4 separate regions of the Zea mays genome follow, and all the other regions are linked to region 1. The links are chromatin contacts, called in public Hi-C maps. All regions are on one chromosome and are shown on one strand. Each heading gives the region's core, a stretch centred on a gene start, on an enhancer-like site or on the middle of the called end of the contact. The rest is flanking DNA. Distances are from core to core; before and after follow the strand shown.

Region 1 (2,700 bases), core at 159-2,658:
AACAACCATGCTTACATACTTTGAATTAAACCATAATAAATGTAATAAACGTTGACTGAATGCAGTATGGATGTTATTTGCAAATAATATTAAAAGGCCAATAACATGTCCCAGAGACAACTTCTAGATACTGCTCAACTATCTTCCTGTTCCCATCTAAATAAATTATCCCTTGATATATTTTTTTCACAGATCATGTCAGATAAATGTATTTTGACAAAAAGGAAATAAAAAAACACAAAGGGTGTGAGTTGATGCTGATGGCCAACTCCTTCCTACCTAAACAGATCCTAACGACCTGCAGCACTGAAACCCCAAAATAAATCCCTGCCAAACAGGGCAAACAAGGAGGGCAAGCAATCAAAACGAACCCAGGTTGACTAGAGTCATTGACATGTGGTCATATGGACCGAATTGCAAACACTAGATACTGCTGCAGCCTAGAGGATAAAAAACACACAAATTGCATACCACACCCAAAGGCACTAGTCGTGGCCTTTTAGCACATACATGGAATTCAGGAGAGCAAGATAAACCTGCGACATCACACAAGCATGGGCTGCACTGCAGTTTCATACTGGCCACGCAAGCACTAAAGTTCAGGATTTGCTAGCAAAGTTTGCAGCTACAATTCTCAGGACAAGACGTATAGAAAAGAGGCAATCAAACAGCTCTGTTAGGCGTTAGCAAAGCAGCGCCGAAATGTTTGCAAAGGTCGTTTACTGGTGCAAATGAAAGATAAAAGCGGCCCACAGATTCCCGCTTGCTGAATGACTCTCGCACACCGCACGCTGTAAACACCCCCCGTGTTCGGTCCTTAACTCCAGAACACACGCGTGTTTCTTTGTTGGTTGGTTGCTGCAAGGCATGGATGAATGGAATACGGAAACTGCTGGGTAGTAGAAGCAAGTGCCGAAATGTAAGCAAGCAGGGAGGGAGTCCACTTACTCCTGGCATGGATGGCCTCCTGCAGGTCCGCGACCTTGGCCTGTAAAAAGGAACCCACGAATGAATATGAATCCAAGGTGAAACCTCTACGAGAGATCTCGAACCCCAGAGGAGAACCGAGCCTCCCCCGACGGCAATAAACCCAGCCCCCCGGAGCGAATCAAGAGGCGGCGGGCTGGCGAGCGGGCGGGAGGGAGCACAACGTACCGAGTCCTTGAGGTCGATGCCGCCCTTGACGACCTCCCGGCCGCTCCGGGACACGACCGTGACCTTCATCCTCCCGCCGACGGGAAGCCGCGGCAGCGAGGCGGCAGAGCGGGGAGAGAGACGACTAGATCGTCGAGTGGCTGCCTGCTGCCTGCGGCCGTGGATGCGGGGGAGAGGAGAGGAGAGGAGAGGAGACGGGGGCGGCGAGGGAGTGGACGGGCGGAGGCGGCGTATTTGATCCCGCGGCGGGGCGGGGGAGGGCAGCGTGCAGGTGGGGGGCGTTGGACCCACACCCACCGGAGTTATGTGGCTCAGCATCTTGATGTGGACCGTGTCCACGGCGCCCCACACTCTGAGCAGCAGCAGCATGGACAGCTGAGTAAAGAGGGCCTGCGCTGCGCAGCGTGATCTGGCCGCAGTTGGTTGGGGAGTAGCGCGGGCGGCCCAACGGCCCCCCAACGGTGAGCGACCTCCGTTCAGCTCGGCGGCTGACCCGACGATCATCCCGGGGCAGGGCCCACGGACGGACACGCTCTTGCCGTGCCGCTTCGTCGACCACAGCAGCGGCACCAGCATCAGGTAGAATTGTAGTAACATTCTTATCCTAAAACACACATTTTTCTTTGGAGAAGTAGCGATTTGTACTTAATGCTAGCAGTAGCCTTTAGATGATAGGCTGGTTGGCATTGGAGTACACGAGACAAGAACGAAGAAGAGGAGCATCCAAAGCTCATGGCAACTAAAACCGTCAAGAAGATCACTGGTTCGCTTGGATTTAAGTCGTAATGGATTCTATTGCTGTTATAGTGTTTTTATCTCTATAAATTACAAAAGTTGTAGCAGTCCAAATAGTTATCTTTAATCCAAAGCGAATAACACATTTCATAGTGATAAATGCAGGAGGTTGCAATTACAGAGATGGCTGAATTGGATAGCGGTAGCGGACTTCTCAATGTTTCTACGAGTGATGTTATCATCTGACCGGTTAAATTAATTAGTGTAGTTAAGGGGTAGAGGCGACCGACTTGGGGGTGTAACTCTTCTTGGCATATACTGTACTGTATGTCAGTATGTGTCACGATTATGTTCACTGTGGTTTTGTTCCATATAAGATGTAGGCACTAGTACATTTCTGTCGTTAGGAAAAAAAAAGGGAGCCCAAAACCCATGTGATGTTGACGGTGCACCCAAGTGCCCCTTTAATGCAGATCTCATAGTCTAAATTTTGATCACCTCTGTCTAGGCAGTTTGGGATATGCTCTGTTTCAGGATCCTTTTGCCTCAACGTTAGTCATCTTGCAATTGCAAAGCACTTATTCTGCCCTTGCTATCCTCAAGAATCAAGATTATTGGCTACGATCTACCAAATATTGACTGCAAGACACTTCTCTATTCTCTTTCAAAAAAAAGGCTCCAACAACCAGATGGAAGGTAGGCATTTATTATTCCCATATCATATCATGGTCATTAGGCTTGTAAATTGGCTCTCGAAGTATCTCTACTTCACATCTGCAGACCTGCTTACAATTCATGGAAAATGTTTAC
Region 2 (2,700 bases), core at 183-2,682, 260 kb before region 1:
TTGGAAACCTCGTCTATTGTTTTCAGGACGGTGTGCTTTCTCAAGAATCTCCCTACCACACTCGGCGAATCATAATCCTCAGCTCGGGCAACCCACCCATAAACCTTGACCTCACCTTCGCCACCATCTCCCTCCACGGAACCTATACCATTATCTCTCATCTCAAATTCCTTCTTCCCTAGCTTATTGATGCTGAAATGGTTCTCCAGCGTAAGAGCGTCGCTGAATCCGCTCCAATCATTGGTAAACCTCACAACTGCAAAGGTTTCTGCGACTTCGACCTCATCGACAAACAAAGGCACAACCTCAACCGAACTAAACATGGCTACTCTACCAGCAAAGTCCTCAGTATTGAACCCTGCCCCAGCCGCAAGGACACAAGCCCACGGCCAAGAAAACCTCTCAACCTCCCGCGGCAGACCCACTTTCGCCGCCACAGAACTGGATCCAGCAGTATCTACATTAGCCTTGGCCTTCCCGTCGCCATTGGTACTGCCATCTCTATTAGCAGGGGTGGGTTTAATGGCACCTTGAATGCCAGTGATACCGACGAGGTCTTCCGCAAATGACGGCTCGGTGCGGACAAAGCGCGCGAAGGCGCGGTGGTTCGCGCGCTCGCGGCCGTGACGGCGGTGCTTGCTGGAGACGCCGATGCCGTCGGCGTGCTGGAGGAGGTCCTTTATCTTGTACCCCTGCTTCTTCTTGCCGGGGCAGAAGGGGCAGCGGAAGGTGCCGTCCGGGTTGCGCACCCGGTGCTTGCCGGACTTGAGGAGGCCAAACGACTCCTCCTCGTAGTCGCTCTCCGCATCCGAGTCGTCCTCGTCGGGGTCGTCGGAGCCGTCCTCCGCCGCGGCAGCCTCGGCCTCGGCCTCCTCGTAGGGGTCCACGTAGTCGTCCAGGTCAAGATCCATCCCCGCCCCGGAGCGCAGGGATTCAAGCAGATACGGTTCCTGTACGTACACAAGAACAGCCGTTCTTTGTCAGATCTTTCGAAGCAAAGAGGCGATATTTCTCCCAAATGTTCGTCGATCCAGGAATCTAAAAAGAGGAAATGGGAAGGACTCACCTTTTTTTCCCCCGAACTGGAGCACAGTCGCTGCAAGATGCAGTTGGGCGGAGAAAGCCCTGGCCAATATCGAGCCAGCGGCGATTTCGTGTTTTCTCGCACAGGATTGAATTCGACTACACCGCCATAGCTGGATCTATTGGTGGTATGGCGGAGTCGGAAGAGGCGAGAGTTCTACCCGAGGATTTAAGCGCAGGGCGTTCGATCCCCATTAGCACAGCACACTGGGGTTTAGGGGCGCACGTGAGAGAAGAAAAAGGCACTCAAGTACCCCGACCGCGTTGACAGACGGTTCCTAGGACCGGGATTCGAGGGCTCCTTCTGAATTTTTTCTTTCTGCCATTTTCAAGATGGTTTTGTCGTTTGCGTCGAGCTGAACAATCTTTACTATCATATCTACCCTGGTTACTAAAAAACTCAGATTTAGCAAATTATTAAATATAAAGAAATAAAAGTAATCTTATTCTCAATTCTTAGGTTATTAAATATTTTAAAATTATGTCATTCTCATATGTCCACATTTTCCTATTTCAACTATATTTCTTTTGCAGCAGCGTGTGTGACTCGCTTGTGGCCATCGGCTACAGCGTCTAGGCAGGGGATGCAGGATGTTGGCCGCTACTTGGATTACCGATTACGTATTCTGCTGCGACACACCAGTCATATTGGAACATCTGCAAAGGCGACTATAGCGTTGAGCTATATCAAGAAGATTATGTATATGATCGTGAAAAAAATGTTTTACATTATAGATCGTATTGTTTATAAAGTGGATTTTGAAATAAGATATGGTATGAATAATCTGTTGGAGATAGCTTTACCGGTAGCCAGAGGCTGGCCACTAGTTAGCACTTGGCACCATGGTGATCCTTGTGAGAGCTATATATCATTATAGTAGGAGGATTTAACTCTCTCTACAGTTAGGAGTTCCCCTCCCATATTTTGTTGGTTGTTTGCTTGATTTTGATCTAGGCTTCCTATTAATCAAGTATGCTTGATTGCTAGATCCGATCATTTGCTTCTTAGATTCTGACATGGATCTGGTCGGTTGCTTGCTAGATCCCACGATATTTCTTCAAGTATGGTTGATTCAAGTGTTGATGTGATAAATGGTTATGCTTGTGATCGGTTCCTTGGATCTATGCTTGCTTATTTATCCTCAGATATGTTATCTTGGTCCTTCATACCTCACTATGACGAATCTAATGTGTGTTGCTTGATTTCTACATGTTATTGAAAGTTGCCTAGAGGGGTGAATAGACAAGTTAAAGCTTTTTCAACAAAAACTAGAAGCAAACTGGGTAAAACTGAATTGATCTCGAAATTCACCCAGTTAACTTTGAAAATGAGATGTTCTAAATGATCCACAGGGTTCAAAGTAGTAGATCTGAGAAGGGCACTTCTCAAAATCCACACACCAAAAAGATATAAACAAATCTTTCACGGAATGGTGAGAGAACGAAGAACACAAATAAGCACAATGAACAAGAACACAAGAGACACAAGATTTATCCCGAGGTTCGATCACACCACCAAGGTGCCCTACTTCCTCGTTGAGGCGTCCACAAAGAGTCGGGTCTCTTTCAACCCTAATCCTCCCTTTGCCGACCACAAAGGTCAAGCTCACACACTAA
Region 3 (2,700 bases), core at 100-2,599, 320 kb before region 1:
AAATGAGCGAGGTGCGTGAGGAAATAGCGAACGACGGCTGACTGGGTGGACCACGATCCCAGTGAGGCGACCCAGTCGTAATGTGGGCGCGAGCAGACCGCTGTCAAGCGGGCCCCACGGTCAGGCGCACGCTACTTCCTGGTTGGGCCGCGCGGCTGGCTTCATCTGGTGGGCCAAAAGATGAGGTATGGGCCCAGGTAAGCTTTCTTTTTTTTTCTTTTGATTTTATTTTCTGTTTTCATTTGTTCTTAATTATTTTAAATCCAGATTTAGAATTCAAACTGAAGTGCAAATTTAAATTCATACTAACTATGCAATTTGGTCATATCATCATGTGATGAAGTTATTTAATAATATTATTTTGTATTGTATCATCTTTCTTTCTTCCCTCCTTTCCTACCTTCATTTTCTTGGTTTTCAAAATTCATTCCTCACATTCATTGCTCAAGCATAAGTTGAGATGTTAGAATTTACTATTTCATTTCTTCATATATTTATTTTATTATTTTTTTTTCTTATACAGATTTTGGGTCTTACAAAAATGAACTGTGAAGAAACTCGGGGTTCAATAATGACAAAGATCAGATTTAAACAGCACACCAGAAATGTGAATATGACCACTGGGAAAACATCACATGTTATCTGGCATCTCACATGCAAGAAGCAAAGCTATTTACTTTTGCTTAGTAAACTGCATTGCTTTGGAGTCACTTGTGTTGGAGTATCTTTGGAAAGTTGTTGTCCTTACTCAGAGGAGTATCCATTCCACTTAATTCTTATGAGAAATATAATGCAAGATCCAAGGGAGAGTTGACAAGTACTAACGATCTGGGACTTTGGGCCATGGTTATAAATGAGCAGTGCAAAAGAACCGGCACTTATCTATATTAGTAGAGATAGATATATTTACTTTTACCATCAATTGTGTTGTGATAGCTATTTTCTGCCAATATGTATGATAGGATGTGTTATGCGTGAGTTGATATATGTTAGCTGAATTGGCAAAACACTTGATATATGTTAAAATATGTTGACCCTAATGATCCTACCAAGATCTTCCTTTGGTATAATATATGTTTCATATAATTTTTTTTATTCCCGTCGCAACGCACGGGCACTCACCTAATGGAGTTATAAGACTAGTGATTAGTCGCTAAAATTTTGTCACCAAGCGGCTCGCACGGACATAGCCAGTCAACCAGGGCATTTTATCAGCACCCGATCAGGTTCGAGGAGAATTCTTGCGTGTCCGACGGGCCGAAAAGCCCAAAAATTACAGCCCATCTATATTTTACGCCTTTGCGTCGCCCCCAATCCTTTTCCTCCCCGTCGCGGCGTCGCCGGCTCCCACGGTCCACCGACGACTCTTCTTCCTCACCTCCTCCCGCTCCAGCTCCAGCTCGTCTCTCTCCTCGCCTCGCGTAGGGTTTCGCTTCCCGTCTCGCCGCCGTCAGCATGGGGGACAAGTAAGTATCTCTCCGCTCCGTGCCCCCTATTTCTCTCTGCCTCTCCTAGGGTTTCGACGCCTCACTTTGATTCCCTTCCTCGATCTACACTCCCAGCTACGATGACGAAGGCGAGCCGATCGTGAACCTCGACGAACGGGAACCCTCCCCTGAGCATCAGCCGTACGAAGACCTCGATGACGACCTCGACGGCGGCGGCGATTGGACCCGCGACCGCTCTCCGACCCCCGTCCACGGCGACGACGGCGGGGCAGGGTCCTCCTCCAAGCCCCGAAAGCGCCTTCTCAAGAAGGGCGGCGGTGGAGGCATGCCCGGCGATGACGGGCTGGATGACTTTGGGTTGGAGGACGAGGACGCGGACCCTTCGGCTGAGGCGAGGAAGAGGAAGGGCTCGTCGTCGCTGAGGGACCTCGCGAGGGGCGGGGCGGGCAGGGAGAAGAAGGCTAAGAAAATGCGGATGGAGGACGACGGGAGGGGGAGGGACACTGGGATGGTGAGGGATAGGCGGGGATCAGGAGGAAGGGACTCAGGCGGTAGGGATGACCAGGATGATGGGGAGAGGGAGATCCAGGAGCTCTGGGATACCATTGCTGGTGGTGAGTCAGAGGTAATTTTGACTGTGTGCAACTGTGCAATATGTTTGATTCAGCTCCTTTTCAATTCTAGCTAGTTGATTAATGCTTGGATGCCCCTTTTTACTGTACTACATATGTGCATTAGCTAGTTATACTTATACCTACTTTGAGCTTAATATTAAAGGTTTCTGGAAATTCAACCTCTATCAACTGCTTTTACTGATCACTTTATCTGTTGAAGGAGATTGCAATTATGCTTTGCCATGAAATATACTAGTTATCTTTTTTATCTGCCTAATGTTTTTGGAATTGTCGCTTAATTCTGGTAAGCTGTCGTGATTTGTTGAGCTTTTCTTGATGGTGAGTGACTGAGTCAACTTTCGGAGCTAGTTTGTTTATCAGTTTGTGTATTGGTGTGGTTAGTTCATCTGGTTGTAATTGGCATCCTTTAGTAATTAGTATTCAGATTACTTTTATGGGTGTTAGTAAGGTACGATGTTTGTAGCCAAGCCTCTTGAACCAGGATGTGTAGCATCTCCGGAGTTGTAGCGTTTTTAAAGGGTACTATGTAGGCTATTGACATGTCAAGTAGGACTGTTATATGCCTCTGGATTAGCTGCAAGGTAGGATTTGCCTTTATGTGGCAACTTGGGCAGCAT
Region 4 (2,700 bases), core at 102-2,601, 350 kb after region 1:
ATTCTATTTATATGGACGAGCAGAAAGTGAATGTGAGAGCCTGCAAAAGTGTTTCTTTGCATCCGGATGCAAATAATTTTTTTTTCCAACAACCAGACCACCAACCGGGAACTTAGGGTAAACAACGACAGCGGCTTGATGAATGAAAAACACAAACGAAAAGGCGACCAGACGCCAAACTCGACGAGGACGACTCCTCTACCATAAGGTCAGGCCGCAGCACCGGTCACTTCTCACTTCCGGTGTAGAAACCGCTTCAAGATCTGCATCAGCTCCTCGTTCGCCTGGCCCCACCTAAGGACCGAGAAGCCGTGCTGCTCCCCCGGGAACTCGGCGAGCTCCACGTCCTTGCCCATCTCCCTGAGCCTCGCCGCGTAGAGCAGGACGCGGTCGCGGAGCACGTCGACCCCGGGCGCCTCGACGAGCACGGGCGGCAGCGCCACGGGCTCCAGGCCGGGGCTGCCGGGGCCGAACGGGTTGGCCAGCGGGTGGTCCATGCTCGCCCCGACCGGGAGCGCCATGCGCCAGAGCTGGTCGGACATGGCGACCGTCAGCGAGACGCCGTCCGGCGGGGCCGACTCGGTCGCCGTGCGCTCGACGCCGCCGAGGAACAGGGACAGGAGGACGAGCCCCGCGAGGCGCGCCGGCGCCAGGTCGACCTGCCCCGAGCCGGCCCGGACCGCGAGGTGGTGGGCCAGGTTGGCGCCGGCGGAGACGCCCGACAGGAACGTCCGCGCGAAGTCGGCCGACTCCGCGAGCCACTGCTCGACGCCGGCGCCGGCGCCGCCCGCGCCGGCGAGCGCCGCTTGCCCGCGCAGCCAGGCCAGGAACGTCGCGCCGTCCTCGATCGCCGCCGGGAGGCGGTGCTCGGGGGCGAGCCGGTACTGCACGGAGAGGACGAGCGCGGGGAGGTCGGCCGCGAGGCGTCGGCGCAGGTAGTCGGCCCCGCCGAGCTCGTCGTAGGAGCCGACGCAGTAGCCGCCTCCGTGGAAGTGCACCAGCACCGGGAGCTTGCTGTCCCCGGCGTCCGCCGTTGGCCTGTACACGCGGACCTTGAGGCCGCGCGCCGCGTCGTACACGGCGTCCTTCCACTGAACCCCCGGGACGTCCGGGAAGGGCTTCGGCGGCAGCAGCGCCGCCTCGTCGCCGCGGACGACGGTGCCGTCGCTAAGGAGCTGGATGGCCCCGAAGAAGTCCTCCACGACGTGCGGCGCTGTGTCGCCGGACATGTTGGTTGGTTGGTTGGTTGGTTGGTGGTGATCGTCACGAGCTCACGATTGGCTTTGGATCTAGGTGGTTGTGTGGATGAACTGAAGAGGAAGAGTGAGGTGAAATCCAAGGTCCTCGCTGTTTGTCTACTGGCGCACTCGCATTATCTTTATGGATTCGGATCCGCGTCATCGCGCGGCGCAGAGGCATGTGGACATGTTAGTGGGCAGTGCGTTGACCGCCTCATTTGGGCTTCTTTTTGCTTTACCATAATGAGGTTTTATATGGGCCGATGTTAGATTAGGTTGGGCCAGTACGCGTGGGCCAGAAAATAAGCTTAACATTCCAGGCCATCTTGCGGAATGTTTATTTGATGGTGGCACCGTCGCATAAAGCCAAGTGAAAAAAACTCTATGGCGGTTATTCATTCGACTACAGACGCTGAGACGCAGACGGTGTCCAAATCCAAACTTGCCATGCTCTATACTCCTACATAGACCATGTGATTGATTACCTGTACTGTCTGTTCTTACAAAGTAAATTGTTTTAAGATCATTTAGCTGCACCCACATATATGCGAACCTGCACGTAGGCCGGTAGACAAACAACCATCCAATCATGTGCAGAGAGAATCAAGCGAAGTAAGGTTTCAAGAACCAGACGTTTTTATTAAACTAACTGACCAAACACCATTTCACTTTAAAAAAAAACCAAAGTGACCAAACAGCAAACGCCAGCTTATTCTGCACTAGTAGTTTCACTCCACGCCGTTCTCTGTGTAAACAAAGCGCCGCACGACTCGGATGAGTTCGTCGGTGCCCTCGCTCCAAGGCTGGCGGGAGAAGAAGGCGTGCTCCTGCCCCTCCAAGACGTAGACCTCCACGGGCTTCCCCATCTCCCGGAGCCTCGCCGCGTAGCGCAGCACGCGCTCGTGGAGGAAGTCGCGGCCGGCGGACACCACGAGCACCCGTGGGAACGCCACGGGGCCTAGCGCGCGGCTGTCGGGGCCGAACGGGTTCGTGGCGGGGTGGTCCATGGTCGCGCCGGCCGGGAGCGACAGGCGCCACATCTTGTCGGCCATTTCGGGCGTGAACGGCGCACCGGGCGGCGGCGAGGCCTCCTCGGCCGCGGTGCGCACGGCCCCGCCGAAGAACGGCGTCAGCAGGAGGTACCCGGCGACGCGCAGCGGCGCGAGGGCGAGGGCGAGCTGGCCGCCGGACGACCCGTGCCTCACCGCGACGTGGTGCGACATGTTGGCGCCGGACGACTCGCCGGCGACGAACACGCGGGTGAAGTCGGCCGACTCGGCGAGCCACGGATGGCGCTGCTCGCGTAGCCAGGACAGGGCGGCCGCGGCGTCGTCGATGGCGGCGGGGAGGCGGTGCTCGGGCCCGAGGCGGTAGTCGGCGGAGATCACGACGGCGGGCAGCTCCGACGCGAGGCGGAGGCTCCCGGCGTGGAAGTTGGGCTGCGAGAACGTCCCCAGACAGA

What was found. Hi-C and Micro-C count contacts between places; a contact is called where the count stands out from the background.
Region 2: a Hi-C map of leaf shows a contact between it and region 1, with 8 times the contacts expected there. The contact joins the promoter of LOC103634825 here to the promoter of LOC100191179 in region 1. A contact is called at or near these places in 2 of 25 Hi-C or Micro-C datasets (leaf and tassel).
Region 3: a contact with region 1 is called in a Hi-C map of ear, with 2.4 times the contacts expected there. The contact joins the promoter of LOC100282789 here to the promoter of LOC100191179 in region 1. A contact is called at or near these places in 2 of 25 Hi-C or Micro-C datasets (ear and leaf).
Region 4: a Hi-C map of endosperm shows a contact between it and region 1, with 2.3 times the contacts expected there. The contact joins the promoter of LOC100281689 here to the promoter of LOC100191179 in region 1. A contact is called at or near these places in 2 of 25 Hi-C or Micro-C datasets (endosperm and leaf).

Annotation. Positions count from the first base shown.
Region 1 is chr8:15,035,838-15,038,537 of Zm-B73-REFERENCE-NAM-5.0, forward strand. LOC100191179 reads right to left here and starts at 1,409. Exons shown (of 4, transcript NM_001136614.1): 1 at 1,156-1,409; 2 at 949-988. The coding sequence starts at 1,224. LOC118473080 (a long non-coding RNA gene) reads left to right here and starts at 1,804. Exons shown (of 3, transcript XR_004851892.1): 1 at 1,804-2,586.
Region 2 is chr8:14,776,909-14,779,608 of Zm-B73-REFERENCE-NAM-5.0, forward strand. LOC103634825 (factor of DNA methylation 1) reads right to left here and starts at 1,433. Exons shown (of 7, transcript XM_008657410.3): 1 at 1,067-1,433; 2 at 1-950. The coding sequence starts at 911.
Region 3 is chr8:14,714,619-14,717,318 of Zm-B73-REFERENCE-NAM-5.0, forward strand. It overlaps LOC100282789 (IWS1 C-terminus family protein), which reads left to right and starts at 1,350. Exons shown (of 11, transcript NM_001155695.1): 1 at 1,350-1,466; 2 at 1,563-2,073. The coding sequence starts at 1,456.
Region 4 is chr8:15,384,961-15,387,660 of Zm-B73-REFERENCE-NAM-5.0, forward strand. It overlaps LOC100281689 (gibberellin receptor GID1L2), which reads right to left and starts at 1,352. Exons shown (of 1, transcript NM_001154609.2): 1 at 33-1,352. The coding sequence starts at 1,229. The coding sequence ends at 234. It overlaps LOC103634834 (probable carboxylesterase 15), which reads right to left. Exons shown (of 1, transcript XM_008657424.3): 1 at 1,848-2,700. The coding sequence ends at 1,967.